Linked DNA regions of Sus scrofa: region 1 is linked to region 2. A link is a contact called in public HiChIP or PLAC-seq data. All regions are on one chromosome and are shown on one strand. Each heading gives the region's core, a stretch centred on a gene start, on an enhancer-like site or on the middle of the called end of the contact. The rest is flanking DNA. Distances are from core to core; before and after follow the strand shown. Region 1 holds the start of RPS26 (ribosomal protein S26). Region 2 overlaps DGKA (diacylglycerol kinase alpha).

Region 1 (5,127 bases), core at 1,062-3,561, 90 kb after region 2:
GTTGTGGCGCAGTGGTTAATGAATCCAACAAAGAACCATGAGGTTTCGGGTTCGATCCCTGGCTTTGCTCAGTGGGTTAATAATCTGGCATTGCCATGTGTGAGCTGTGGTGTGAGTTGCAGACGAGGCTCAGATGCGAGCTGCTGTGGCTCTGGCGTAGGCTGGTGGCTACAGCTCTGATTCAACCCCTAGCCTGGGAATCTCCATATGCCACAGGAGCAGCCCAAGAAATGGCAAAAAAATGACCCAAAAAAAGTTAGAAAATAAATTTTAGGGAGTTCCCGTCGTGGCTCAGTGATTAACGAATCCGACTAGGAACCATGAGGTTTCGGGTTCCGTCCCTGCCCTTGCTCAGTGGGTTAACGATCCGGCGTTGCCGTGAGCTGTGGTGTAGGTTTCAGACGCGGCTCGGATCCCTCGTTGCTGTGGGTCTGGCGTAGGCCGGTGGCTACAGCTCCGATTCAACCCCTAGCCTGGGAACCTCCATATGCCGCGGGAGCTGCCCAAAGAAATAGCAAAAAAAGCCAAAAAAAAAAAAAAAAGAAAAGAAAATACATTTATTTTAACCCCAATAAAGGGGGTTAGAGATTAACAGAAACTATGATGTGTTGTTGGAGGCAAAGTGAACCTGGTGTAGTCAGACTCCAGAATGACTCATGAATGAAGTATTGGTCTCAATCTATACCAGCTCGGGTCTAAATAGTGGGAGGTCCTTCTGACACCCAAGTTTCTTCAATTTTGGAGACAACTGAATGGTTGGCTACCCATGTATAGCGATTCCTGCTCAAGCTTAAGAGTTTCTGAAGGCTCTTCAGATGTAAATGGAGGAGTTTCCATTGTGGCTCAGCAGGTTAAGAATTCGACTAGTAACCGTGGAGGATTCAGGTTCCATCTCTGGTCCTTGTCAGTGGGTTTAATGATCCAGTATTGCCGTGAGCTGCAGTGTAGGTTGCAGAGGAGTCTTGGATCTCGTGTTGCTGTGGCTGTGGTGTAGACCAGTAGCTGCAGCTCTGATTCAACCCCATCCTGGGAACTTCCATATGCCTTGGGTGCAGCCCTAAAAAGAAAAAAAAAAAGAAAGAAAGAAAAAAAAAAAAGAGGTAAATGGAACTTAAACATAAATAACAAGGTACATTTCAATAGGAGGCCAGAGTCATCAATGAGTGGTGAAATCACCTTAATGGGAATTGATGAACACTTATTAAAATAAAATAGAAAATACCAGCGCACCTTATGTCATAAGGGCTTTGTTTCATGAAATTTTTGTTTCAGTTTTGTGTGTGTGTGTGTGTATTTGTATTTGTATATGTATTGAGTACCAAAGTAAAATATATTTTTACTAGGAGTGTAAGTCAAATCATTTAGGTCACCAGTCCAACTTATACCTCCATCCACTTATTTGTTTCTTAGGTAAGAGAAAGCATAGTACAGTGGAGCCAAGAAACCTCTTACTAGCTCCCTGTAACTTTGGGCAACCTCAGTTTTAACCTCTCTACTCCTCAGTTTTTCAATCTGTCGTGGGATCCCTGAACCTCTAGGGAATTCCCATGTAATGTAAGGATAATATTAGAAGCTTCCTTGTAGACTTGTTGAGGGTTAACTGAGTTAATATTTATACAGTGCTTACTACAGTGCCTGGCACTATGTTTGCAAGATCCAGGAACAAAAAGGTGAATGAGAAATAGCCCTAGCACCGATGCACTTGTCCATGACTCCTCCCTGCTGGGTTTTCTCAGTATTAGAAGGAGGAACTAATAACATGTTTTATTCTTCCCCCAGCCTCCCGCCCCCAACATCTTCCTTTTCTGTCATGCACCAAAGAAACGAGCAGAGAGCGTCCCCCAGTGGCCGGTGGAGTGATGTCGCCTTCCGTTTAAGGGCTTGGGGCCTGGGGACTGCCAACTCCGCACTACAACTCCCACCATGCATCTCTTCCCCTCCGACCTCTAATAGGCAGTGTGACAAGCGGTCTTGCGCCGGGCAACTTCCCCGCCTTGCGTCGCAAAATACAGATAAATGCCCAGAATTACGTCCGGGGTAAGGTGTTGCAAAGGTTGCTGGGAAACACATAACCGTAATTTTCTTCCGCCAGCAGGTTAAATAGTCCCTTGGTCACTTTGTGCCACGGAAAAATAAACTCGAGAAACACCTTTCTACCATAGATTTCAGCAGAAACGCTGAATAATAAATAACATTTGAATAAAGGTGATTGCCGTCCTTGGCGTGCGTCCAGGAGCCGTCTAGGAGGAATCCCTCGGCGTGAGCGGAGGGATCTCGCACTATATAAGAGAGCCGAGCCGTTGGCCACTTCCTCTCTCGCGTCTTCGCTTCCAAGATGGTGAGTTATGGCGCGTGGTGAACGATTGGGGCCGGGTGAAGGCTGAGTGTGAGCCAGATGAGATTGTGGGGGTTTTAAAACCTGGACTACGGTGAAGGAATGGAAAGAGCATATGTTTGTTCCAGGCTTGGGGGGGTTTGCGGAGGGACTGGAGATCTGAGTGGCTCTTCTGGTGGTTGCCGGCGGGAAATGTGGCCGGAAGGGGTCTAAGGCTGGGTAAGTTGCGAGCCCTTCTTAATGGTGTTTTCATCCTGATGCAGACCAAGAAAAGAAGGAATAATGGCCGTGCCAAAAAGGGCCGCGGCCACGTGCAGCCTATTCGCTGCACCAACTGTGCCCGATGCGTGCCCAAGGATAAGGCCATTAAGAAGTTCGTTATTCGGAACATTGTAGAGGCCGCGGCGGTCAGGGACATTTCCGAAGCGAGCGTTTTCGATGGTGAGTGAGCTCCCGGGGCGAATCGGTATCTTAATATTTAAGAAGTGTAATTTTTTTGTGGCGCGTATTCGATCCCTGGCCGAGGAACTTCCACATGAGGCCGAAAGCTGTACATACATACTTTAAGACCTAAAACCACCTCTCCCCGCCAACCCGTGCGGTGCACAGGCTTTGTCGTAGTAGTGTCCGAGCAATCTCCTTGTGTTTTTAAGGTTGTCGGTAGAAGAGAATTGAATCTTTGCTGCGTTTGCCACTTTGAGCTGTGTCTGGGGAGGGAGCCTTTTTGTGGTAGTGCTCACTGAGTCATTTAAGAAAGGAAGCATGTCTACTTAGGTTCACGAGGGTGATCTTTGGAGCAATATGATGTTGTTTTAATCGTTTTTCTTTTTAGAGACAGTGAGCTTTTTTAGGCGGGGGCCCTGGACGGTGTTAGGGCTGATGTGATTGTTGAAGAAACTAGATTCTTGGTGGTATAACATCTGTGGTGTGAATTTGATTCCCATGATGACAGGATGGGTTAGTAAGGGGGTGTTTATTCGTGAAACTATGTTTTTAGGTGTCAGAAAGTGAATAGTAGCTCTTTGGAGTGAAATCTTGTAGATATGCCTAAATGAGTTTGTTTACTTTTTTGTTTTTGTTTCTTTGCCATTTCTTGGGCTGCTCCTGCGGTGTATGGAGGCTAGGGGTCGAATCAGAGCTGTAGCTGCCAGCCTTCGCCAGAGCCACAGCAACACGGGATGCAAGCCGCTTCTGCAACCTACACCACAGCTCACGGCAACACCGGATCGTTAACCCGCTGAGAGGGGGCAGGGATCGAACCTTCAACCTTATGGTTCCTAGTCGGATTCGTTAATCACTGAGCCACGACGGGAACTCCTGTTTACTCCCCCCCCCCCCCAAAAATGACCGAACTTGAGAACTTCCCAGGCCAGGGGTTGAACCTGCACCATAGCAGTGACAATTCCAGGTCCCTAACCTGCGGGGCCACCAGGGAACTCCTGGGTATGTTTACTTTTGCCTGATAGAATGAACAAGAAAGAACTGCGTGAGGTGGGTGTGCAATACATGATATCATACCTCTAAATTTTCTGTTTCTTAGCCTATGTGCTTCCCAAGCTGTATGTGAAACTACATTATTGCGTGAGTTGTGCCATTCACAGCAAGGTAGTCAGGAATCGTTCTCGTGAAGCCCGGAAGGATAGAACACCTCCACCCCGATTTAGACCTGCGGTGAGTATGTAAAAGGTGTGGGAGCCAGAGGGGTGATGGGGGAAAGACACATACGAGGACTCAAGGAATATCAAAAGTGGTTAGAATCTGGTTCAGATTGAGTAGCGTAATCTTTGATGTGTGTTGGTTTTCCATGCATTTATGGCCCAGATACATTGTTAGTGGTAGGAGGGCAGTGGTCAAGTTCTTTAAGGGAGACTCTTTAATTTACTGTTCCATTTTTTTTGTCTTTCAGGGTGCTGCCCCACGACCTCCACCAAAGCCCATGTAAGGAACTGAGTTCTTAGAGACTGAAGGAATTCTATCCTTTAAAAAGACAATAAAATGGAGACTATACTTAATATGGCATGTTGAGTGTGTGTTGCCAGATATAATGGGGGTTGTGTATGTTACAGGAACTGTAACTTCACCACATATTGAACTCTGGAGTGTCACATAGTCTTTTTCATGGAGGCCAGGGTGGTTATGTAAGTTAAACCTCAACTCCTGTGTTTCTCTTACATTTCTGTCTTTGACCTCCCCAATTTGCATAGCTATGGGGGAGAGGAGTTAAAGCATCTGTATTAGGTTAATTCAACCTGGCATGTTGGCGTAAACTGGTGTTCTAAGAACAGGATAAGGAGTTTTGTGAGGAACTCATCAGGAAGCAATTTAGACTGATCTAGGTGTGAGTATCTTTAGTGGGGGACACAAGGCTTTAATGGAAGTTTATGGCCTGAATAGCTTCATGGGATCTGATTCCAGATCCTTAACTTCGTTAATTCACCTCTTTGCCTTGAATTGGTTTGCTGGTTAGCCAGTTCTCACCCAACCTTCATCTTTCTGCAGTGATTTTCTCTATCAAGTAAAAAAGCCCAGGACACCAGGTATTCTAGAAACTTGGGGGGGGTCCCACAAGAAGATATTTCCCCCACAATGTGAGGAAGGGTTGTACCTAATGTGACCTTTACAGCAATGGTTCATTTGTCCCAGAATTCAGAAATTAGAAAGTCGCCAGCTAAGGATATGCAGTTGACCTTGAACAGTGTGGGTTTAACAGTGGCGTTGTTATGGTTTTCAACAGTTAGTTGAACTGTCAGATGTGAAAGCAGGGATGTAAACGGCCAGCTCTAAAGTTAGTT
Region 2 (5,173 bases), core at 60-2,559:
AGGGCTACTCACACCCAAAGTCTACCCACCCCCCCATTCTCTGCTCAGATTCTACAGGAGATGATGAAAGAGATTGACTATGATGGAAGTGGCTCTGTCTCCCTAGCTGAGTGGCTCCGGGCTGGGGCCACCACTGTGCCATTGCTCGTGTTGCTGGGTCTGGAGATGGTGAGTAGGAGAGATGGTGAGGATGGGTAAAACAGTAGCCTTGGGTTGTGCTTGCCAGAGGTTGGCCCTCTAAGGGCTTAGACACTCCCCAGCATCTGCTGTGCCCTCCCAGACCTTGAAGGACAATGGGCAGCACATGTGGAGACCCAAGAGGTTCCCCCGACCAGTCTACTGCAACCTGTGCGAGTCGAGCATTGGTCTTGGCAAACAGGGGCTGAGCTGTAACCGTGAGTGATGGGGCCTGGGAGCGTGGGAGCAGAAGGGCAGCCGGGCTATCTGGGGGAACACGGCACTCAGAACTTAGAGACACCTGGGTTTGGATCCTGGTCTCTGCCACTGACTAGTTATGTGACCTTGAGGAAAGCCACATACCTTCTTTAAGTCATAGTTTGTTCAGCTGAAAATGAAGTAACTGTGAGCATTAAATAAGTTGATGCAAGAAAGGTGCTTCATGCAGTGCATGTATATACTCTTAAGTCTGCAATAAAAGTTAGCTATTATTATTTTTGTCGTCATCGTTCTTGTTATATCTGAACCTTCTTTACATCGTCCAGCTCAGTTCCTGTCATATGAATGGAGTAGGGTTGGGTGTTTGGTAGAGATTGCTCTTTTAGGGGGAAGAGTGAGCAAAAGGCACAAGTCTCCGAGGTGAGCTCCCACCCTAAATTTTAACTCTTTACCACACCCTCACAGCCAGGGGTTGGAGGTCTTGTTTCAGTAAGTGATTCTGCTTAGCCGCAGTTAAGGAGGAAATAGGAGGAGGGGCTGCACCTAAGACTCTGACCTTCTTCCCTCTTGCCCAGTATGTAAATACACTGTTCATGACCAGTGTGCCATGAAGGCCCTGCCCTGTGAAGTCAGCACCTATGCCAAGTCTCGGAAGGACATTGGTGTGAGTGACCCCATGCCCATTCCATCACCACCCACATCCTGGCCCTGGCCCTTAGCCCACTGCTGCCCTCAGCCTTTCCCTAAGTCTCTGTTCAGACCCTCTCAGACAAGGGACTGCCATTCTCCCTAAGGTCCAAACACATGTGTGGGTCCGAGGAGGCTGTGAATCTGGGCGCTGCGACCGCTGTCAGAAAAAGATCCGGATCTACCACAGTCTGGTTGGGCTGCATTGTGTGTGGTGCCACCTAGAGGTCAGCTCTGGAGCTATCCCTCCAGCCTTGCTTTGGGGACCTCCCTAAACTGCCTGCTTTCCCGGCCTCCTCCAGCACATCTCCCTTGCACCACAGTTGCCCTGCTCCTGACGCCACTCTTTGAGTACCAGACCCCAAGTTAAGAGGTGATGGGGTTCCCTCCATGATCCCTCCGTGCCTGCCTTGTCTTTCAGATCCATGATGACTGCCTACCAGCCATGGGCCATGAGTGTGACTGCGGGCTGCTCCGTGATCACATCCTGCCTCCATCTTCCATCTATCCCAGTGTCCTGGTGAGACCCTTGGGCAGCAGCTGGGGACAGGAGTGTTTCCTCAATTTACACATGGACCCACAATGTCATTTAGAGCCGAAAGCCTATATTTTTAGGATTCAAGTCAGACTCTGAACTGTTTATAGAGTCACACAATGCAGTTTCCCTTCTCTCTGCTCTCCTCCCTTCTCAGGCCTCTGGACAGGAACGTAAAGTTAGCAAAACAAGCCAGAAGACCACAGATGATTTAAATTTGAGCACCTCTGAGGCTCTGCGGGTACAGGGCTAAGAGGCTCGGGCTTTGTGGTGGGGACCTCATGGGGGGGAATAAAGTGGGAAACTTGGGGAATGGGGCCTGCTCTCCAGAAGCCCCTCCCTGGTAGAGGAAGGGAGAACCTCGTGGGGGGAATGCCAGCCCTCTGCCCCTGTCTTCAGGGCCCCTCTCACTCTGGCAAAATCTTGCTTTCCTTATTTTCTTCCCTCAATGCAGATTGACCCCGTTTCTAACACGCACCCACTTCTGGTCTTTGTCAACCCCAAGAGTGGCGGGAAGCAAGGGGAGAGGTACGAAGCCATGTCCAGGGTCTTCAGAGTTTGGGAATCTATGTGTAATGGAGGGGACATGCCCTGAGGAGGACATCAAGAGAGTGGGGTACAGAATATCCATTCCCTGCCATGAGCTCTCCTTTGTCCCCACGTAGGGTGCTTTGGAAATTCCAGTATCTACTAAACCCTCGACAAGTGTTCAACCTCCTCAAGGACGGTCCTGAGCCAGGGTAAGTAGAGGTTAGGGACTCTATCTCAGTGTTTTTGTGCCCCTGCCTATCTGCGTAAGGTGGAAGAGAGTAGGAGAGAGTGCATGTTTGGAGGGGAGGGCTATGGCAGCCCAAGAAATGACTTTAGAGGGCTGCTTTTACTGCTTATCCCCATCTCTGAATACTCTGGCTCATCTTTGTTCTGCTCTCAAAGGATGTAAATACGAGTTTCTCCCTCCCCACTGAGTGGCTATAGTTTTCCCCATTGTATTTTTTTCTCTACCCTTAATAGAAACAAGCCTTTTGACAAAAGGAAAAGGGATTGTAAGAGTTCCCTTCATGGCTCAGTGGTTAACAAACCTGATTAGGACCCATGAGGATGCGGGTTCAATCCCTGGCCTCACTCAGTGGGTTAAGGATCCGTGAGCTGTGGTGTAGATTGCAGACGCAGCTTGGATCCCACGTTGCTGTGGCCTTGGTGTAGGGGGGTGGCTGTAGCTCTGATTGGACCCCTAGCCTGGAAACTTACATAAGCTGCAGGTTCGGCCCTAAAAAACAAAAAGAAGCGGGTGTGGAGGGATAGGGGTTGTAAGAAATGAGAGACAGGAAGCACTCTGCCTGTGCAGGAGTTGGGCAGCCTCAGTCCTGTTATCCTTCCTCATCTTCTCTCTCACCTTTTGTCTCAGGCTCAGATTCTTCAGAGAGGTTCCTGATTACCGGATTTTGGTGTGTGGCGGAGATGGCACAGTAGGCTGGATCCTAGAGACCATCGGTCAGTGCAGGGAGAGGCTCTGGGCAGGGCACAGGGGCAGTGGCCTTCCAGAGCTAATTTCCTCCATCCATCTCATCACCTGCCTCCTCAGACAAAGCCAACTTGCCTTTTGTGCCTCCTGTTGCCGTGTTGCCCCTGGGCACTGGAAATGATCTAGCTCGTTGCCTAAGATGGGGAGGAGGTAAGTGTTTAGAAATTGTTTTCCTGGGGAATGGGGAAGTTGGGCAGGAAGGGACAGGCACATAGAGAAGACATCTAGGCATCTGGTGTAGAAAGAGGGTCGGTGGAGAAGAGAGACAAAGACACGTGGATTGTCCCAAAGGAAAAAGAGCTTTGGAAAAAGCAAGGACCACCGTCTGAACCTGGAAGGGTCAAGGGTGACAGTCCTCTTCTCCATAAACCTAAAAATATCCTTCTGTTTCTTCCTGAGTCTTAAGGCTCAGAGAATCAAAGAATATAGGGGTGGAGAGGACAATGTGAGAATAAGGAAGGTTTTATAAGAGTGAAGCCAGATGCTGAGTGATGGAGTTAGCAGGGAGCTTGGCCATGATTCATTCATTTATTCAACCAATCACAGTTGATCCTTGAACAACATGGGCTTGAACTGAGCTAGTCTACTCATATGTGGGTATTTTTCAGTGGTAAATACCACAGGGCTATACGGTCCATAGTTGGTTGGGTCCGTGCATGCAGAGGAACAATGGCTACAGAGGGCCTACTCTAAGTTAAACATGAATTAACCCACTGCGTTACTCAAGAGTCAACTGTAATCAAGGGTCATTCATTCATTCATCATAATTTTTCCCAAGTCTGTTGTGACAGACTCCTAACTGAGCTCCCACTTCTAGTCTCTTTCCTTTCAAAGAGGAAGGTCGAGGGATGGTATCATTAGATAAAGAAGTCATAAAAACAAACAAACAAACAAAAATAAAAACCCTTCTCTAAAAGCAAAAAAAAGAAAAGAAAAGTCATTGTGTGGAGTTCCCATCGTGGCTCAGTGGTTAATGAATCCGACTAGGGACTCATGAGGTTGTGGGTTTGGTCCCTGGCCTTGCTCAGTGGGTTAAGGATCTGGTGTTGCCATGAGCTGTGGTGTAGGTCGCAGACACGGCTTGGATCCTGAGTTGCTGTAGCTGTGCATAGGCTGGCAACTGCAGCTCCGATTCCACCCATAGCCTGGGAACCTCCATATGCTGTGGGAGCGGCCCAAGAAATGACAAAAAAAAAAAAAAAAAAAAAAGAAGAAGAAGAAGTCATTGTAGGGGAGATTGAAATGGTCTTAGAATTGAGGCTTTTGGATTCAGAGTTCAGCTCTGAGATCTTGCAGGAGATTGTGGAAGAGAGGTCTGCTAAGGAGCATGAAAGGTATTCCAGGTTGAAGAATTTTTGTGAGGCTACAGGAACCACCAAACAACATGTACACTAAGGAAAGTGTGTCATTCATTAGGGCTGGGACGCACAGCTGGATGCACCCTGGGCAATGGGAAGAAGGAGGACTGGGTTGCACAGGGTCCAGATTATGGAGGTTGTGAATGCTGTGCTGAGGAGCTTCCAAGTCTATCCTGCCAGAGGTCAAAAGCTGACAACCTACAGAAATAATTTGTGTGCTTCTGTATTGTTCGCCTTGCAGTGTTTTACATTTTTGTTTACCTTGGCGATTTTTAGGAAATGAGTCAAGTATTCTTTAATTTACCACAATCCCCTCAGCTTCCATTTACTCATTCAGTTTACCTTTCTAGCCACTGAGGCATTTGAATGTGTAATCATGAAGCACAGCAAACTGTTGAATTCATGAATTCACTAAAAGAAAAAAATTGGGGAGTTCCCATCATGGCGTGGTGGAAATAAATCTGACTAGTATCCATTAGGATGCAGGTTCGATGCTTGGCCTTGCTCAGTGGGTCAGAGATCCTGCATTGCCAGTGAGCTGTGGTATAGGTGGCAGATGCAGCTCCGATCTGGCATTGCTGTGGCTGTGGCAAAGGCCGGCAGCTGTAGCTCTGATTCGACCCCTAGCCTGGGAACCTCATATGCTGAGGGTGCGGCCCTAAAAAGCAAAAGAAA

The links. HiChIP or PLAC-seq counts read pairs in DNA pulled down with a chosen protein or histone mark.
Region 1: a contact with region 2 is called in an H3K27ac HiChIP or PLAC-seq map of alveolar macrophages. The contact joins the promoter of RPS26 here to the enhancer-like site in region 2. A contact is called at or near these places in 1 of 5 promoter capture datasets (liver), 19 of 47 Hi-C or Micro-C datasets (alveolar macrophages, blood, brain and 12 more) and 2 of 2 datasets of contacts at active chromatin or transcription factors (alveolar macrophages and skeletal muscle).

Annotation. Positions count from the first base shown.
Region 1 is chr5:21,429,345-21,434,471 of Sscrofa11.1, forward strand. It overlaps RPS26 (ribosomal protein S26), which reads left to right and starts at 2,312. Exons shown (of 4, transcript NM_001097481.2): 1 at 2,312-2,338; 2 at 2,599-2,776; 3 at 3,876-4,006; 4 at 4,242-4,347. The coding sequence starts at 2,336. The coding sequence ends at 4,277.
Region 2 is chr5:21,339,877-21,345,049 of Sscrofa11.1, forward strand. It overlaps DGKA (diacylglycerol kinase alpha), which reads left to right. Exons shown (of 24, transcript NM_214032.2): 8 at 49-168; 9 at 281-395; 10 at 972-1,060; 11 at 1,191-1,310; 12 at 1,505-1,603; 13 at 1,776-1,859; 14 at 2,073-2,146; 15 at 2,284-2,358; 16 at 3,024-3,109; 17 at 3,201-3,290. Among named protein-coding and RNA genes, the nearest start is that of DGKA, 11 kb to the left of the region's middle. Within about 2 kb of position 1,310, at least 14 of the 83 cell types and tissues checked have an H3K27ac peak or open chromatin away from gene starts, as enhancers often do. A contact at or near this core is called in alveolar macrophages and retroperitoneal adipose tissue, where this site is marked.